Linked DNA regions of Mus musculus: region 2 is linked to region 1. A link is a contact called in public HiChIP or PLAC-seq data. All regions are on one chromosome and are shown on one strand. The core of a region is the stretch at or near the end of the contact, and the rest is flanking DNA. Distances in the headings are between cores, read along the strand shown.

Evidence for each region. HiChIP or PLAC-seq counts read pairs in DNA pulled down with a chosen protein or histone mark.
Region 2: a BATF HiChIP or PLAC-seq map of CD8 T cells shows a contact between it and region 1, with 9 read pairs. The contact joins two enhancer-like sites. A contact is called at or near these places in 1 of 15 datasets of contacts at CTCF or cohesin (CD8 T cells) and 1 of 115 datasets of contacts at active chromatin or transcription factors (CD8 T cells).

The regions. Positions count from the first base shown.
Region 1 is chr1:61,137,334-61,142,061 of GRCm38.p6, reverse strand. No RefSeq gene overlaps it. Among named protein-coding and RNA genes, the nearest start is that of Icos, 160 kb to the right of the region's middle. Within about 2 kb of position 2,606, at least 74 of the 459 cell types and tissues checked have an H3K27ac peak or open chromatin away from gene starts, as enhancers often do. A contact at or near this core is called in CD8 T cells, where this site is marked.
Region 2 is chr1:61,421,425-61,426,152 of GRCm38.p6, reverse strand. No RefSeq gene overlaps it. Among named protein-coding and RNA genes, the nearest start is that of 9530026F06Rik, 45 kb to the right of the region's middle. Within about 2 kb of position 2,677, at least 8 of the 459 cell types and tissues checked have an H3K27ac peak or open chromatin away from gene starts, as enhancers often do. A contact at or near this core is called in CD8 T cells, where this site is marked.

The DNA.
Region 1 (4,728 bases), core at 1,357-3,856:
GGTAGCCCAGAGGAAGAGCAAACACCCGTTTCCCTGTCACACAGGACAGTTAATACTCAGCCCACGGGTTCCCCGGATTTTCCCTGGTAAACACTGGGAAATTTCTGACTGCAATATTTGCTTTGTCAGGGGCTCACCACAACATGTGGTCCCCCAGGGAAAGTATTTAAAGATTTGACCTCCTTCCTCATAGCATAGACCCATCAGCCCTGGGAGTCTCTTGCTTGGAATTCCACGTATCCCTTTTGACTGGCAAAAGGTAGGAGCAGGGCAATTTTCTTCACCCAGAAAAAAAATGGTGTGCATTCCAAAATAACTCTTTTCTTCAAAGACCCATTCCCTCCTTCTCTGGGGAGTGAGTGAGTTTCCTCACCCATATTTCAGAGTCACATTGAACAGTTTAGCAACACGAATACTCTTCTGAGCAACACACATGGCTGAGGACATGTGAGAGATTTGTTGTTGTTTGTTCCATGGGTGGCTGTCAGAGCGAGGCAGGGCAGCTGGGGTTGGGGCGGAATGTTTGTGGGGGCGGGGGAGTTAAATGCCTGCCTCTCTCTCCTTGTTATTGTTTTCTTTCCCCTTGTGTGTGTCATGAACTCTGACCTACTGGATGGGGGGGGGGAGTTGGAGTGGATCTCTCTCTCCTTTTGTTAATGGGATGTGGGATGGCTTCTGTGAGGAAACCACTAGAATGTTCTTGTGGGTTTTGAAGATGACCAAAAGGGTCTTGGAAATAAGTCTGTGGGATCTCTGGAAGGTTGCTCCAACCACTTCCTCTCCTCCTTCTAGCAGGAGAATGGAAAACTCCAGAGCCAATAGGGGCAATTTATAAAAGGGCCCTGCCTGGTACGTGGCTGCTTTTGGACAAAATGTCCCAATTAACCAAGAGCACACAAAACACGCAGGCTGACAACAGAAACTGGAAGGGCCCTGGGAAGTTCCCAGAGCCTTTGAGTTGTTCCGCACAGTGAGATGTGTCTACCCCAGGCAGGCTCACGAGCCTCCCAGCTGCCTGAGGCCAGTTGGAGGGAAGTTGAAATGTTCAACCTGTGAGGAGTCAGCGGGATCTTGGAGATAATGGAGCATTCAGTTTGACATCCCAAACTGGTGTATCCGGGAAGAGCAGGGCTCTTGCTGGGATGGGAGACAGTAATTGTTTTTTAGCATGACAGATAAGACACTCTGGCTTCTGCAGATCCCTTACAACTGGGAAACAACTGTTCTCAATGTCGATACTAAGATACTAAGTATTTAAATGTGGGCTTTCGGAGGAAGGCTTCCTTTCTCCCTGCCTGCCTGCCTGCTGTTCCTGCAGGACTACTTTCGAGTACGAATGTCCTTCTCTCACAGTTTTACACTCAAGTAGTACAAACATAGCCAATCTTAGGAGGATTTGAATATAATTAAATCAGTCCATTAAACTGGTAAGTGTGTGTGTGTGTGTGTGTGTGTGTGTGTGTGTGTGTGTGCTCACGCGCGCCCCCCACCCCCACCCCGTGCCTATCTTGAGGCCAAAGGTCAACCCAGGGTATCATTCCTCAGCAACTTTCTATCTCATTTTGGCCTGGAACTTGTCAATTAGACTAAGCTGGTTGGTCAGTCAGTACCAGGGTCCTCCTGTCTCTACCTCCACAGTGCAGGGATTAAGGGCACTGAAGCCTCTCCCCAGCCCTCAGCCCATCACTAAGAACCTTCTGAGGGATTATAGGGACCAGCCTGTGACTGGACTGGGTTCCGTGACTGGCGGATAATAAACTCTAAGAGTGCAATTCGAGAATTGCAAAGGAGCAAGAAGGCAGAAGCTAGTGAAAGACGTTATGTGATGGCAATTATAAACAGACTGTTCCCTCTGAGGTTGTACACAGAGCAGTCCCTCCTTGGGTGTTCCCATTGCCAGCTGCAGTCAAGTGGATCCACAGATGTACTATCCTTAAGCGGGAACCCATCTCCCCCAACCCCACCCCCACCCCCCGGCAGTGCAGATCCCACCTGGTGATCACCCTCTATAGTGATCCATCTAGTATCTCACTAGCTGGGCTGACAAATATTTAACCTACAGGGAAGGACATTTAAGGAGATACATCTCTAGCTTCTCCTCCTCGAGACCCAAATGAGATTCTTGAAAACATCAGACAAAACAGTTCTCAGAATAACGTTGCCTTCAGAGAGGGATTTCCCCCTCTATTTCCCCTCCCACTTTTGTAGAGTCCAGCTGTCTTTCTCACCCCCCACATCTCTACCTCCACCCCTCCCCAGCAAACTCTGGAAAAACAGTAGTAACTAACATTTGTGCCTTTGGCAATAAAACCACAGGCCTTGCAAACCCCAAATGGCAAAAAGACATTTCCATTCCAATCCCAGTTTTAAATTAAACTGTAATGAAAAATCAGCAGTGGCAGCTGGGACCAGAGACACTGATTGTCTCTAGGAACAAAAAGGAGGGGTGCGGGGCCGGGGATAGGAGAAAGAAAAGAGACCGCAAGTCAGCCTCGCTCTGGCAATAAAGCATCTGGTAAACCTTCAAGTATAAAGAAATTAGAAAAACAAATCTACTACTGAGACAAGCCAAGATGGCTGTTTCCCTCCGCAATCACAGCGAGGCGGATCACAAATCACCCTCCACTTTATCAATGGACAAGGAGGGTGAGGGGAGGCGAAAGAAATGCGCAGGCCTGTAGTGACACCTGGAGGAAGATGAGGGTAATTCTTTGGGGGGGGCGCTTCCCCGCCCCCACTCTCGCAGGGTCTGCGGATTTAGGCTCTTTCAGGAACCCCAAGCATCAAGGAGACCCCTCAGGGCTTCAAGGGAAAATAAGAGGGGCATCACTGCCTTCTTATTCTTTACATATGAACAAATTGCTTTTAGGAAAAGAACATCGACTTCAACTGGAGTTTTCCACCCAGTAATTTGAGTACTTGAGTAAACTGAACCCAATCCCGCTGTTTTAACTTTTTTTTTTTTTAAATTCAAAATCAGAATGAGATGAGATGAGCTCCGGTCTAGAAAATTTTTATTTTATAGCTTTCCAAAACTTGCAAATTCTATAGATCCTCCAGTATATACTTTCTATTTTCTGAATATCTGTGATGGGAAGAATAGAGGGTGGGGAGAATCTGTACTAACTGTACGAACCAAAGATGCTCCCAAGAGAAGGGGTTCTGAACTGGAGAGTGAGTGGGTTTGTGATAAATACAAATTCAGGACTGTGAAACCCGTGTTATAGCCTTATTTTGTTCTCAGGAGTTTTGTGTGATCTTTTGAAATTGGTAACAGTTTTCTAAAAGCCACAAAATACACGTAGGCGGTCACATGACTGTAGATATTCACAGAACAACCATGGGTAGATAGCTTGGAGCAGGGATGACAGATATCCCTCGATCCTTCCGGGAATTCTCCCACAGAGAAAAATAATCAGATAAAACTTACAATGTGATTGCCTGTTTATACATCTGAAGAAATTTCTTTATAGAAAGAACAGTTGCTGTGACCAGAAATATACAAGAACATTAAAAAACAAAAAGTATGGCCTGGCCTGGCATGGTGGTGTCCAGGGGTGGGGTGGGGTAAAGGGGGCGGGAGGAGCAGAGGCCTATGGATCTCCGAATGTTCCAGGAGAGCCAGAGCTACTTAGCCCTATCTCAAAACTGTACCAGAAAAGAGGTCAGAAGCAGCATGAAGCAACAGTGTAAAAGGAATCTAGTATTTAAGTGGAACGCCCTGCAGAAAGCTCCAATTGTTTATTTTACCTAATTAATGTTGGTTTTAATGCACCTGGTATGTAGCGCCGAGCGTGGGCACACAAACTCTGGGTAGCACCTTAGTGGAAATTCCACTTGCTCACTCGCTCCACCCTGGAAGCCTGAACTAACAACCCATCATCCCCGGTGGATCACACCACACACACCCATCCCAACTCCACCCCTACCCCGCAACTATCGTAGATCTGGCTAATGGATGCAACACCCAGCAGATCCGGCTAACACGTATTGACTTACCCAAGGAGAACTGCAGCCTTACTATAGCTATTGCTCTCTCTGTCTCTCTTTTATTATCAGATCGTTTTCAGTATTGATATTTATTATTTTAAATTATTTGTCTGTGCCTGGAGGGCAGAGGTATTGGGTTCTCTGACAAGTTACAGGCAGCAGTGTGCTGCCTCCTGCCTAGTGTGGATGCTGGAAGCTTAGCTCCGGTCCTCTGGAAGATCAGTGTGTGCTCTTAGCCTCAGAGACATGAGGCTTTTCAAATGTTGGTCTTTGTTTTATCTACAAATAGTTAAACAAAACAAATGGCTTCTTATGACTGAGTCCCAGTGGCTTCCACCCCTGTCTTAGGGTCTAGTATCTCTGCCTCCCACGGTTTGGTTTCTCTGTTTCTCACTTTCTCTTCCCGCCTCCTTTTTCCTGCCTTACTCTTGATCTCTGAGCTCTAATGAGGCACAGTCAGAGGAAAATATTCAACCTCTTTAAGAAGTTTGGATACTCAACATTGTAAATCTTCTTAAGAAATTGAACAATAAGAATATTTTATTTCATGGTGAAAGCATGAAATAAACACATACAGATTTTTCCCTCAATAAGCTTTTCCCCATCAGTTTTTGCTATGAGCCACCACACACACACACACACACACACACACACACACACACACACACCACTCTACTGATGGTTTCGGTATGCGTAGTAGAGCCTCCTTTAGCTAATGACTGTGAAAAAAAATAACAT
Region 2 (4,728 bases), core at 1,428-3,927, 280 kb before region 1:
TGTTCTGAGGATGGTTCTAACCACATAGTGTGTAAAGAAGACAGATTTCCTAAGTTCCATCTTTAAGAGGAAATCTGAACACAATGCCAGAGGAAGGCATTTGTGACAAGCCATTAGAGCAGATGATGTTAATGATGATGGTGTTGACAAACATGGTATTTAAAGTGTCATGGTATCTTATGAAGGAATTAAAATATTAAGCCAGAGCTTGAGGTGAAAGTGATTTTCATCAAAATTTTCCTTAATATCTTAGAAATTCATGCTGGAAACAAAAACGAACAAAGCCTCAAGCGAAAATACAGCAGAGAAAGAAACCCGCAGCTTTTCATAAGCTGAACATCTCTCTCTCTCTCTTTTTTAACGTTAGAGGAGATTGGTGTTTCTTCATGTGTGTGCCAGATGAACTAGCTGGCTTCTATTTAAAGGACATGGTGTATAACATGCACATACTTTGTAGCTCTCCTGGGGCCTAGGAGATGCTCACAGAATGAAAGGCACGTGGGAGCTGGGGCTGACCAAGGGACCCCCAAATTCATAGCACTTTTTCCCATGCTCACACTAACTCATGCATTCATTTACTGCAGTTAGTTCTTTTTTTGCTCTCCTGATCTGTTGGAGACATATACTGAGATGAATTCACCCATGTTAATGGTGTTTAAGTATATTCTCTTGGGTACTTACTATGCACATATACATGTGAATGGTATATAGGATTATTTCCAAACTTGCTGTCTGACATAGACAACATTTTTTTGGGGGGGGGGGGGAAGAACATCTAAGATCAGAAATCCATTTTCCAAAGGTTGTAAACAAATCCTAGAATGGAAAGCCAAGTGGATTCAAAAGCTTGACTCTTTACCACTTAAAGGTATGTTCAGCTCTTGCCTTAAGTGTCTTCAGTCTAAGGAATAAGAAGAATGTGACCTTAGACTCATCCATGACTATGCCATATACTATTTACCCCTACCCATGTTTTCCCTACATAGTGTGTAGTAAGACACTTGGGGTAGAAAATGACTGACAGCTTTTTGTTTTTTGTTTATTGTTTATTGTTTTGTTTTCTTAGCTTTGCCACTGGCTTTCAAATGTGATTTTACACAAGTCCCTTTGCTTCTCAAGGACAGAGTTGATTGCGAAATTAAGGCTTTAGAATAGATTTTCTTCCATATTGCCTTCATAGATTAAGACTTACATTATTCTTTTTCACGATTTAATGCATCTGTAGTTGCCACAAACATCTTAATTGAAAAAAAGTCTAGTGGTGACATTTTATTGAACAGTTTCCACTTTCAAATCATTGCTCCAAAGCCAATATAGAATTGAAAAGTGAAGTAGGAAACAATTATAGATTAAAGAGAGTATCAGGGAAGAGGATGGTCTCAACCTCAAAGATACCCTTTGTAGGTATATGTTCCAAAGAGTGTCATACCAGCCTGGTACAAAAGTGGAAGATATTTTGAGAGAAGAAAGCTCTCTCACAAATACATAGCTCTGTTGGAATCCCACTGCTCCTGCGTTACAAGGCTGTGTATAAAAACAGCTATGAATAAGCCAGCTATTGTCAGAGTAACAGAAGTAACATTATTGAACTCTATACCCTCCAAAAAGAAAGGCAACCTTCAGAGTTGACTGTTACTCAGACGTGTAACTAAAAAAGCATTTGAAATCACCATCAAAGCATCAATTGCAGGGCAGTGTCTTCAAGAATAAGAGCTGGGTTGGAAGCAGAGAGCCAACATCCATAGTGGTTATATTATTATGGCCTAATACCAACATCTAAGCCATAACCTTCACCAACACATTGGTAAGGGATGATAGATAGTGAGCCATGAACCACACTTGATCCCACTGGTATTTCACTGGGTGTGTTCACACTTACCTGTGGTTTTGCTGTGTGTAATTTACTTAAGAGGATAAAAAGTTTTTCTCAAGTAATTTAAAAATTGCCTTTGAGGCTGAAGAAACATCTCAGAAGTTAAGAGTATGTTCTGCTCTTGTATAGAACCCGGGTTTGGTTCTCAGCACCCAAGTCAGGCAGCTCACAATAGCCTATAAATTCAGTTCTAGAGGCCCAGTCTCAGTGGGCATATGCATTTATGGCATTCACATGCACATACAAACACACAGTCATACAGACAGACAGACACACACAGTTGTTAAATATATGGAAAAGACCTTTTAAAACATGTTACTAGTCTTCCTTCCCTCTGTTTTTGCTCCCTCCTTCCTTTTCTCTGTCATCACACATGTTGCTGGCTGTTGGCAGATGCTGTGTGTATACTAGTCAACAACAACAACAACAAAGCTGATGTTTGCCCCATCTCAGTTTGTGAGTTTTTAACCCAATGCAAAACCTCTCTCAGTCATATTTAGAAGAAAAAAAAAATCAACAAAGGGGGTGGAGGGAGATAACATTTTCATTTACTATTAAGGTCCTCAGGACCAGAAAGAACTCACTGCTCAAGCATAAATGTCCTGGCCGAACAACAGTTTTAAGGTACTCTCCAGGTTGTGACATCTGCTTAGCCTTCTAGGGAGGCAGAAACCATATAGTTAAAATGCAAGTAAACAAAATGACCTTCTAGATTCAGTTCACTTCTTTCTATATGTATGAACACATCCATCCATGGTCTACCCCCAACAGCATCTGCTACAGATCAGTAATTGGGCAGCTAGACATTCATAGATGACAGATGTGGTTCTTGTCTTCCCATGATTCACATACATGACTCATTATAAGAAAGAACCCCACCCAAAAAAGTAACAACCTAGACAGGAAGCCATCTAAGAAAACTCTTAAAAAATGTGATATATATGAAGTGTAGCTCTCTGCAATTGATGGCTCCTAGCTGAGTGTGGGTGGGAAAGGACTCAGATCTTTTTGTTGTTGTTTTGTTTTTTACAGGGCTGACCAGTAGGAATTTGCTCAGTGAGTATATGGGCAACACAAATTGAACTTGTGTTTCCTAGTATGTTTGTTTGTTTGTTTGTTTGTTTTCTTTTCATTTTTCTTTCTTTTTCTGTTTTATTTGGGGAGGGGATAACAAGAGTGGAGGGAAGACCTGGGAAGACTGGAAGTGAGTATGATTGGGGTATATTACATGAGATTCCCAAATAATCAATAAAAGTATTATGTTGGGAAAAACAAGGACAGTGGAGACAGTAAGATGCAAATATATATAAAGTGTGGGACTGTGCAGAGAAAACAAAAGAACAGCACCATTCTGGATAGAGAAAAAGCCAGGCAAGGGCCCTTCAAAAGAGTGCTCTGGAAGCTGATTTCAAAAATCAGACTATTTTTAGATCCAGTGGTTAGGAGTCTAAGATGGAGTGGGGGGAGAGGTAGCATGTGAAGTGACTTCCACACAGGAGAAAGGACTTGCAAAAGTCATGTGTCTGTGGTGGGAGAGGCCATAGAGTGTGACACTGGATGAGCTGGAGGGAGAGGGTGAGCCTGAAGATGTGGTACTGAGCCTAGTGTCTCCACTCACAGCTAGCACTTTCATCTTGTAGCCTAGGTAATGAGAGAGCTACTGCTGAGTTGAATGTAGGATACTGATAGTGTTCTACCTCCTCTTCCTAGGCATCCTGGGGCAACATCAGGCAAATTCCTTTGTATAGGGCCATGAAGACCACAGTCATCTGTCCACTCCCCACAATGGTCCATTATGGACTGTGATCCAGAGGCCACTACTCGCACTTGTCCACCCTCAGAGGAAGTCCAGCGTCCTGCTAGCATCCTCTGAAAATCTGAAGTTGGCGGATAACACAATCCATAGGGCCGAGGCTGAGGCAAGGCATCACTTTCTCATTAAATCCCCATGAGAGGAAAACTGGGTTTCAAGAGCAAAGACACAGCTTTCTCTTGGGGTCACTGCATGCATCAACTGTTAAGTGCCATCTGGAGAGTTGAAAGTAATAAAATAAACTCAACCTATCTTAATAAATAAGCCTGAAAATGGTCACATGTTATTTAAGGATGCAATAGTAACTCAAGTAAAATAAGTACAGTGATGCAACATCACAGAAGTGATCACTCACTAACTGGGAAATGGAGCCGTTAGCCACGAGGGGAATTCCCTTATTTCATCTTTATGGGTGTTCATGTCTTCTGTATTATTATTAGTTTTTCTTTATAGGCAAGGTTTCTTGGCACCCCAGTTCATGCAGAATGCCCGCAGAAGCGTTAGCTTTCAACTTCTTGTGTTACAGATTAATATTGAAAGATTGCTTAGGTGCCACTTGCAAACTCCCAGGAGACAACTGCATTGTTACACCTTGGCTCAGATGTCACTATTGTACTGTTGACTTCTCCAAAGGAAGATGTCAGCCTCTCAACATGGCTCTAGGGCTTCGCACCTATGAGTTCAGTGGCTTCATATCAGGTAGAAGAGTTGGTCTCAAAGTAAGGGAACTAGCTGAGAGCTAAGAAGAAATGCTGTAAGTAAATCCTGTGACATATACATAATCATACCGCCTGCCATATACACCGAGGTACCCACATGATTGTGTGATCTCTCACTCCCCCCCCCACACACACTACCCATACAATCCCAGCAGCAGCAGCAGCAGCAGTAGTAGTTAAAATAAAAACTGAATTACTTAAACTTCTGTAGTCAAGAATAGTAAATAAAATTTCATTATTATATTATGGCCTTTTTATTTCCCACAACTGAGTGATTAGATTTTGTAACTTATAAAAATTTTTCTTTAAAGACAAAGAAGATT